Linked DNA regions of Macaca mulatta: region 2 is linked to region 1. Evidence: chromatin contacts called from public Hi-C data. All regions are on one chromosome and are shown on one strand. Each heading gives the region's core, a stretch centred on a gene start, on an enhancer-like site or on the middle of the called end of the contact. The rest is flanking DNA. Distances are from core to core; before and after follow the strand shown. Region 1 holds the start of DENND6A (DENN domain containing 6A). Region 2 holds the start of SLMAP (sarcolemma associated protein).

Region 1 (4,770 bases), core at 2,250-4,749:
GTGGCTCACACCTGTAATTCCAGCACTTTGGAGGCCGAGACAGGCAGATCACCTGAGGTCAGGAGTTCAAGACCAGCCTGGCCAATATGGTGAAACTCTGTCTCTACAAAAATATAAAACTGGCCGGGCGCGGTGGCTCAAGCCTGTAATCCCAGCACTTTGGGAGGCCGAGACGGGTGGATCACGAGGTCAGGAGATCAAGACCATCCTGGCTAACACGGTAAAACCCCGTCTCTACTAAAAAATACAAAAAACTAGCCGCACGAGGTGGCAGGCGCCTGTAGTCCCAGCTACTCGGGAGGCTGAGGCAGGAGAATGGCGTGAACCCAGGAGGCGGAGCTTGCAGTGAGCCAAGATCTGGCCACTGCACTCCAGCCTGGGCGACAGAGCAAGACTTTGTCTCAAAAATAAATAAATAAATTAAATAAATAAAACTTAGCCAGGCATGATGGCAGGTTCCCGTAAACCCAGTTACTCAGGAGGCGGAGGCAAGAGAGTCATTTCAACACGGGACGCGGAGGTTGCAGTAAGCCAAGATTGTGCCATTGCCCTCCAGCCTGGGTGACAGGGTGAGACTCCACCTCAAAAAAAAAAAAAAAAAAGATGTAGGCCGGGCGCGGTGGCTCAAGCCTGTAATCCCAGCACTTTGGGAGGCCGAGACGGGCGGATCACAAGGTCAGGAGATCGAGACCATACTGGCTAACATGGTGAAACCCCGTCTCTACTAAAAATACAAAAAAACTAGCCGGGCGAGGTGGCGGGCGCCTGTAGTCCCAGCTACTCAGGAGGCTGAGGCAGGAGAATGGCGTAAACCCGGGAGGCGGAGCTTGCAGTGAGCTGAGATCCGGCCACTGCACTCCAGCCTGGGCGACAGAGCGAGACTCCGTCTCAAAAAAAAAAAAAAAAAAAGGAAATTTCTAGAAAATCAATGCTTCTCAAATGAAGCCTTAAATACATCTTACTGTGTCCCAGGAACTGCTCCAAATGCTTTACAAACATTAAATTACCTAATCCTCACAACAATGCCATGATATAGGTATTGTTATCCTGTTATAAAGAAGAATGTGAGACTCAAACAAGCTAAGTAACTTGCCCAAAGTCACCTGGATTCTAACCTAGGCAGCCCAGCTTTACAGTCTGGGTTTTGTTAGGGGTTTTTTGGGGGACAGTGTCTCGATCTGTCACCCAGGCTTGAGTGCAGTGGCACGAATATGGCTCACTGCAGCCTCGACCTTCCTTTATTAGAGAATCTTCCCCACCCTCATCCTACACCTTCTAAAACCAGTGATGCTTAATGTGGGGACAATGGAACAGAAGGTCCATGGATAAACCCAGACAGTCCATGGAACCACATACATGATTTCGTTTACTCAGCCTTTTCCTAGTGGAAAGTTCACAATGTTTGTATTTTTAAAAGATCCAGGAAGCAAAAGGTTAAGAACTCCTGACCTAAAAAAACTCTATACAGTGGCATACATTATGGAAAATGAAATTCAAAATAAGTCCTTTAATAATTCACATTTTTGCAGCACTGTTTTCTGTCTATCTGGTCAAAAATATTCATAAAGAATGTCCCAAATAATAAGAATCCAAAAGGATCTCCTTTAGCTATTTAAAAACACAACTACAACAACCCATTCTTAAGCTTTCTGGTTAAATTTCTTGCTGTACATATAACTTCAGGTTAACATGACAAGGTGAATAATAAATGGCTTATAAATCTTTTATTCAAAATCTTTGGGAACTGTTTTTCTTACTTTAATAGGATAGAAGAATTGCTCACATATTCACCCATTCTATCAAAAGTATTTACAGAATGCCACTAGGTGCCAGGGACTGCATTTGGCCTTATCAGCTACTATGATTAATTCTTGGTTCTCTAAATTGTTGCCTCAATCTACAAATATAGGTTAGAGCACACCCTATTTGTATGCTCCGCAACTAACATAATGCTTGGTTCTTAGTGGAAACTTAATGTTGAACTGTGTTATACTAAAACACCCAGAAGGCAGGCCGAATACGAAAGCAGTGGCTTGGCATTAAGAAAAACCACCCCTAGCCAGTTTTCTTAGTCAACCAGGCCACTAGTCAGAATGAGATAGAAATCTGTCACCAATACCAAAAACAAAAACATCTAAACAAACGCCCTTCTGATAACGATTTTCTTGGACACATGAAAACAAGCAATTCCTTATGCTAAAAAGACCTTAAACGAAGTCAAGAATAGATGTTTCTAAAGTCTTTCGATAAGGGGCCATAAATAAGAATGGAAAAGTTGACTGATTCACAAGCAAATGATTTTCCCTATATTCATCTTGACATTAGTTTCACACCAACTGTTCCAGAGGCAATATTTTAAAAATAACAGAAATGAAGCCCGGCACGATGGCTCACGCCTGTAACCCCAGCACTTTGGGAGGTCGAGGGGGTCAGACCAACTGAGTCAGGAGTTCGAGACCAGCCTGACCAAAATGGAGAAACCCTGTCTCTACCAAAAATACAAAATTAGCTGGGTGTGGTGGCGCATGCCTCTAATCCCAGCTACTCGGGAGGCTGAGGCGGGAGAATCGCCTGAACCCGGGATTCAGAGGTCGTGGTGAGCCGAGATCGCGCCATTGCACTCCAGCCTGGGCAACAACAGCAAAACCCCGTCTCAAAAAACCAACCAACCAACCAGAAATGAGGCACAAAAGGAGGAACGGGAGAAAATGTATGCTGAGATAAGTATTTCGGCTCAGGCTGAGGGAAAAGCTCTATGAATTACTACAAATGACCAAAACAACCTGAGCCTTAAAAATTGGTTGTGCAAGTTCCGCTATTAAGAGTTCATCATTAGTTATGGAGCATTGTTCTTGAAAAAGTACCAAACATCCTGCCTGCAGGCTTCCTCGGGTGGGTGCTACTAACCCTTTTAGTTAGTTCTGTGGCTCTGGGTTTAAAAGAAATAAAGAAATAACAGGATGAACATCAACAAGTATTTAAGAAGGGCCTAAGAGAGAACTTTTCACCCCTAGCCGCAGCCCAAGATCCTCCCACGGGAAGTGCCGTAGGACTGCAGCCCGAAAGAGCGCCTGAGGGGAAACTGGCCACGCCCGGATGCGCGGCGGATGGGGTCCAGGCCGGCCAGCCCGCGGGCGCTTGGCTTTGCGGCAGCCGCCCAGGCGCAGGGGCGGAGCGCGGAGACAGGGCGGGGCCGGGCCTCACCTCCACGGCCTGGCCCAGCTCCAGGTCGAAGCCCACCACACACACGCAGTGCAGCCAGGCGGAGAAGCCGTCCCAGCGCAGCAGGCCCCGGCCACGGCCATCGTCCTCTTCATCGTCCTCTGGCGCGCCTCCCGCCGCCAGAAGGGCCGGCGCCTCGCGCTCTACGGCCCCTGCCACTGCCTCGTCCAACGGCCTTCGAGAGCCGGGCCCCAAGCCCGCAGGGCCCCTCAAAGCCATCCGCGGCCCCCTGGCCGTTCGCACCGCCTCCACCGCGGACCGCGCCGCAGAGCGCGCTTGCCTCCGCGCAGGCGCAGGCGCAGACGCCGCTGCCGCAGCCGCTGGGGACAGACTCAGTCCGGGCGGGGCTGCGACTCACGTGACCCTGGGAGCGCGGCTCTGCGCAGATCCTCCCGGGCCGGACCGGACGTGGGGACGTCACGCCGCCGCTTGTCTCGGATTGTGAAGCCGGCCCTGACCTTGTCTGAAACGTCTTTGGGACTGAAGCAGTTGTTTATGAATCTTTGTCAACCTCGTTCGCAGTCAACGACCAGGGAATAAATTATTCGTGGAATGACACTGTTCATAATTATTATAAGGTATTAAATTATGAAAGCGTAGGCTGGGCGCGGTGGCTCACGCGCCCACTTTGGGAGGCCGATGCAGGCGGATCATCAGATCAGGAGTTCAAGACCAGCCTGACCAACATGGTGAAACCCCGTCTCTACTAAAAATGCAAAAAAATTAGCCAGGCTTGGTAGCGCGCTCCTGAAATCCCAGCTACTCAGGAGGCTGAGGCAGGAGAATCGCTTGAACCCGGGAGGCAGAGGTTGCGGTGAGCCAAGATTGCGCCACTGTATTCCAGCCAGGGCGACAAAGCGAGATTCCATCTCAAAAATAAAAAATATGAAAGCGTAATGGTAACGGTGGCTAACATTGAATGCTTACTTTGTGCCAGTTGATATGCCAAGTACAAATGCGAATATTTACAAATATTACCTTATTGAATCTTCACATAATCGCAAATAAGTAGACAGTATTTGCTTATTTTTACAGATAAGGAAATGGAGAGTCTGGAGGTTACATGACTAGCCCAACAAGTATGACAACTCCGATACCTCCTTGCGATTCACTCAGTTTGCTGACTCAGATATCTGTGCATTCACTGACCTGTTTCTTCTGCAGCAACGCCTCCCTACCCCGCCACCTCCACCTTTCTTGGTTTGGCTGTGACTCACTCAACACACATCCCCAGACCTTTCTGGAACTCCAGGTTGGGCAGATTGGCCTCCACAGCAACCTGTGGATCTCTGAGCACTGGGGCAAGGGCCTGGTCTCAAGCAGCTTCATATTCGGAGATCAGTTTTTACTGATTATGGGACCAGCCAAGATACTAACTAGTATTTATTCAGCACCTACTATGTTAAGTATAAATAGCATAGTAAAAGTAGGAAGCACACAATAATACCTCAACAGAAAAATGAGTAAACCAGCGAGGTGTCACACCTATAATCCCAGCTTCTTGGGAAGCTGAGGCCAGCTAAGGCCAAGGAAGATATCTTGAGCAGG
Region 2 (4,834 bases), core at 256-2,755, 63 kb after region 1:
TGACCATCCCCTTTGGCTGGGTCTATTCTTTTGCTCGCTAGTATTTTCATTGAGAATTAAAGAGAATAAAATTTAGTAAAAGTTGGCACCTCCTTGCTAAGTAGATAAAATAAGAAAGTGGTACTGTTTGTTTAGAAAACCTTCTACCGCGCAAATTGTTCTTTCCCTTAACCAAAATGGTCGTTAAGGTTGTCCCGAGGTTTGAAGCTTCCAGCCCTTAACTAAGATGGCGCCTGGAGGCCTGTTAAAAATTAGCTTGCCCTTTTTTCTGCCCTCTACCAACACGGCTTCCGTGGCTTCGTTCACGTGACATTCCTGGACTACGGCGCGGGAGAGGGGGTAGGAGGGCCCTTGAAGGGTGCGCGTTCCCGTGGCGGTGCACCGGGTAGGTTTCAGTCAGAGTCACTATGGCGGCCGGCGCTGGCAAGGTAAGCTGAGGCGGCGGTGGCGGCTAAGGAGGTAGCACCCGTCGTGGCGTCCTGGCTCCAAATCTTCGCAGCCTCCTTGCGGAGAGGTCGGCGGAGGTAGTGCCTAGCGGTGGGGGCTGGCGGGGGTCTGGCTGGAGGAGCCGAGGGCTGAGGCTGGCGGGCTGAGGCGCCTGACGGCCGTTTGTTTTGATATTTTCCCCACCAGGTCGGAAAGTTTCCTGCCTCGTCGGGCGCAGCTTGAGCTTGCCCCATCGGCCGCGATCGGTGGAGGCTGCGGCGGACCCAGCCCGGGGCCTCCAGGCCTCTCCCCAACCTCCGGGCCAGTCTCCCTCCCCCACCTTCTCGTCCGCCGGGAGCTGCGGCTGCCGTCCCTGAGATGCGACCCTCGCGGGGGCGACCCTGAGGGGAGGCGGCCCATGTGCTGAGCGGCGGACAGGAGCCCAGGCGTCCGGGGACCAACTTCCTGCCGCCTGGGAACCCGCGCCTCCCGGTGTCGCGCCTCGCTCGGTCAGCACCGGCCTGCGGAGCCGGGTCCCCGCCCTGGTCGCGGGGACGCTCACCAGGTGCCCGGGAGTCCCGACTCGGCTACTGCCCGCGCCCTGCCGGCCTCCACGCCTCGCGCGGAGGACCTCAGCCACCGCCGCCTCGGATCGTGCCAGGCCGGGGACCGCGTCCCCCTTCCCGGGGCGGCCTCCGCGCAGCAGGGGCGATGCAGACTGTCCCGCCGGCCGTCTAGAGCCTCTACACTGCGGGCAAGGACGGGCGGTGACTGCCCAGAGGTGCCCGGCCACACCTTCCTTCGGCCCAAAAGGACTTTCCTGGCCGCGCCGAACCGACCCTTCCTTCATGCTGCAGTGCTGCAACGTTTCCGCCACCGAGGGGGAAAAGCGGCCGCGATCTCAAACCAAACACAAGAATTGGCGTGTGACTCATCTGCTTGGATACCTCCAGTCCCCAAACTGTGTTCCAGGAGTTTTCTTGGCGGAAGCTGCCCGATGTTTGAGCCTTTTCTTCCCAGAGAAGAAGATGGACTGAAAGCTGCCAGTTGGGGACTTTTTGTGATCAGGGCGCTGCTGGGTTTTAGAGGAGGTGATGGGGCTTGCGCTGGCTTGTCTTCCCACCCAAGTGAAGAGTTGATGTTCACTGGTTATGCTTAGACAATGTGCAGTTTGTGTTAATTTAAAATTTTGGGTGGGATAGGGGGATAGGCTTGTGAAGGGCAGTCCGGATCCAGAGGAACTCCTCTTTGTTCCTGGTAGGAGAGACACCCCCAGTCTATCCTCGATGCCGTCAGCCTTGGCCATCTTCACTTGCCGCCCGAACTCGCACCCGTTTCAGGAGCGTCATGTCTACCTGGACGAGCCCATCAAAATCGGCCGCTCAGTGGCCCGCTGTCGACCAGCGCAGAATAATGCCACTTTTGATTGCAAAGTGCTGTCAAGGAACCACGCTCTCGTCTGGTTTGATCACAAGACGGGCAAGGTAATGTCACCACGTTGTCCAGCGGCATTGTTTAACAAACTTGTTTCCCCCGCTTTGCCCTTTCTGAGAGGCCTAATGTATGCAGGATCCCAGGGTTTGCATCCAGAAGAGGCTTTGCGCAAAGCCACGAAACAACTGTTTGGGTGCCTGGTTCTAGTGGAAATTTGATTGAGGTGGTTGAATGGAAAACAGAGAAGGTATTGTAATTAAAAGCCTCAGGAAGTCTATGGCATCTTGATAACGGGGTCATTCCCAGTGAAATACCAAACTAGATAGTGAAACTTGGCGTCTTGCTTTCAGTCTGCTTGGAAAGGTGAATTCACAGTTCAGCGCTTTATTAAGCAAGCAGGAGTTGTCAGAGCAATTCGGGGAATCTGTGGCCATTATTATCCCAGGGCTCAAGTGTCTTAGTAGTGAAATGTAGTTAACACATAGCTTTAGGTGAGTTCAGATCAGGACCTTTCTAGTAAGGACAATTGCTGGTATAAACCTAAGATTTTTGAAAGGTTTGATACATACTTGCTCTTGAAGGAATAATTTGCAATAATCAAAGCTAATTTAATTAAGCATGAACAATTGTAACTTTATATATTTTCAGAGTGTTTTTTACAAGTTGGAGAACATACACATACTGCGTTTGAAAATCACTTTTTGATGTTCCCTGCAGCACTTATTAAGTACTTAGTGCATTCTTACAGAGGTGCTATTCAAAAGTTAGTGTTAGGAAATAAACTTATTTTCTGAAATTATACCCTATTCTGTCAATTATAGCATTACTTAAATGTGATGGGATGAATTCAGTGCTTTTCATTTTAAGCGTAATCAATTTAGTATTTTTATGTTAGTATCGTAAGTTACTATACACGTATGTGCTTTTAAGAAATGAAAGAAATTAAGATCCTTTCCATTTTTAAAAACTGTTTATTTATGTTTATGGATAGTATACTAAAGAGCTCATCTTTGTGCCTAAACCTCAGGTTTTTAGCTGAGCTACTGAATCAGTTCCAACTTTAAGTTATGTAAGACTAATAGGACTGTCTCAGGTTTCACCTCCTGACTTTTTGCCCCTTCTTTCTGAGTTAAATAATTAAATCTTTCTTAAAGGAAGAACTTAAGTCTTCAAGAATATGTTTTGAAATGAAAGAAACCTGAGCCTTAAAAGGAAGAGAAAAAAATGATACTTCGGCAGCTACTGATTTAAGGAATTATTTTGTAAATTATTTTTTGAAGAAAGGAGGAAAAGATTGTCCAAGTGCTGTGTGCTGCATAATATCTATACTTTATTCTACGTGTAGGAGTGTAGGATGAGAACTGAAGAATATGTTAACTTTTCTGTATAACACCAGATCGTCATTTACCTGTGGAGCAGACCCTTCCTCCCTACCCCCAAGCTGAACGTAGGGTGCCTAATTTTTTTTGAGACAGATTTTTGCTCTTGTCACCCAGGCTGGAGTGCAGTGGTGCTATCTCAGCTCACTGCAACCTCTGCCTCCCAGGTTCAAGTGATTCTCCTGCCTCAGCCTCCCAAGTAACTGGGATTACAGGTACATGCCACCACGCCCGGCTACTTTTGTATTTTTAATAGAGACAGGGTTTCACCGTGTTGGCCAGGCGGTCTCGAACTCCTGACCTCAGTTGATTCGCCTGCCTCAGCCTCCCAAAGTGCTGGGATTACAGGCGTGAGCCACCGCACCTGGCCCTCATAATTCTTTAAAATGAATATTCATAGAGCTCATTTTTCCAGCAGTTCAATTTAAATATCAGTTTACTACTAAGTAGTGCCTTAACTCAACCAGCTTTTACATTTTTGCCATTTTATGTTCTTGGGCAACAGGTCTAAACTAATTAGACAACAGGTTTGCTCACGGTACATACTCTGCAAACGCACTTTGATTAAACACTCAAAGGGAACTCTCATTTTTTGTTTTACTTATTTGAAAAATACTGATTTCATGCACAGTGCTTTCCATGGCCGTAATAAAACTCTCACAATAGGTTATTTTGAGATAACTAAGAATAGATCAATAGTGACTGTTTCATGAATTGAGATGACATGTTAATATTTGTTCTTTTTTTTTTTTTGAGATGAAGTCCTACTCTGTTACTCAGGCTAGAGTGCAGTGGCGCAACCTCAGTTCACTGCAACCTCTGCCTCCTGGGTTCAAGCAATTCTCGTGTCTTAGCCTCCTGGGTAGCTGGAATTACAGGCACGTACCATCATGCCCGGCTAATTTTTGTATTCTTAGTAGATACTGGGTTTCACCACGTTGGCCAGGGTGGTCTTGAATGCCTGACCTCAAGTGATCCACCCTCCTCGGCCTCCCAAAGTGCGGCCAACGTGCCTGGCCATGAAATTTGTTCTTCAGAAAAACTTATCTTTGAAGGGTAGATATGGCTTATTTCTACCATTTTCACTTTTTTCCCTCTTCTGCTTTATTAGCTAAAATAACACGCAGGCTATGAGACCACTACTTTAGATATAGATGTAATTATTGATTATTATACCACTTAATCTAGTTACAGCAGATACTCTGTCAGATCTTACCATGTCATTGAATTGCTTTAGGAATTAACTATTTAAAGTTTTGGTTTGGACAGATAGTAGGTTTTATTTGAGCATCTATTATGTGCCAGACACTGTGAGGGACACAGTTCCAAAGAAAACCCACAACATGACCAAATAGTTCTTGTATGAAATGTGCATTGTCTGTAGTCCCAGCTACTCGGGATGCCGAGGCACGAGGGTTGCTTGAGCCCAGGAGTTCGAAGTTTCAGTACTGGGATTATGCCACTGCACTCCAGCCTGGGCATTAAAGCAAGACCCTGTCTCTTAAAAAAAAAAAAAGAAAGAAAGAAAGAATCCCTTCAGGCAAGGAGTTTTGCTCTTGTTGCCCAGGCTGGAGTGCAATGATGCGATCTTGACT

What was found. A called contact is a pair of places that touch in the nucleus more often than the background predicts.
Region 2: a Hi-C map of blood shows a contact between it and region 1, with 3 times the contacts expected there. The contact joins the promoter of SLMAP here to the promoter of DENND6A in region 1. A contact is called at or near these places in 6 of 14 Hi-C or Micro-C datasets (CD4 T cells, blood, cortical neurons and 3 more).

What each region holds. Positions count from the first base shown.
Region 1 is chr2:121,230,970-121,235,739 of T2T-MMU8v2.0, forward strand. DENND6A (DENN domain containing 6A) reads right to left here and starts at 3,500. Exons shown (of 21, transcript XR_013414081.1): 1 at 3,205-3,500.
Region 2 is chr2:121,296,004-121,300,837 of T2T-MMU8v2.0, forward strand. It overlaps SLMAP (sarcolemma associated protein), which reads left to right and starts at 1,506. Exons shown (of 21, transcript NM_001261125.1): 1 at 1,506-1,910. The coding sequence starts at 1,713.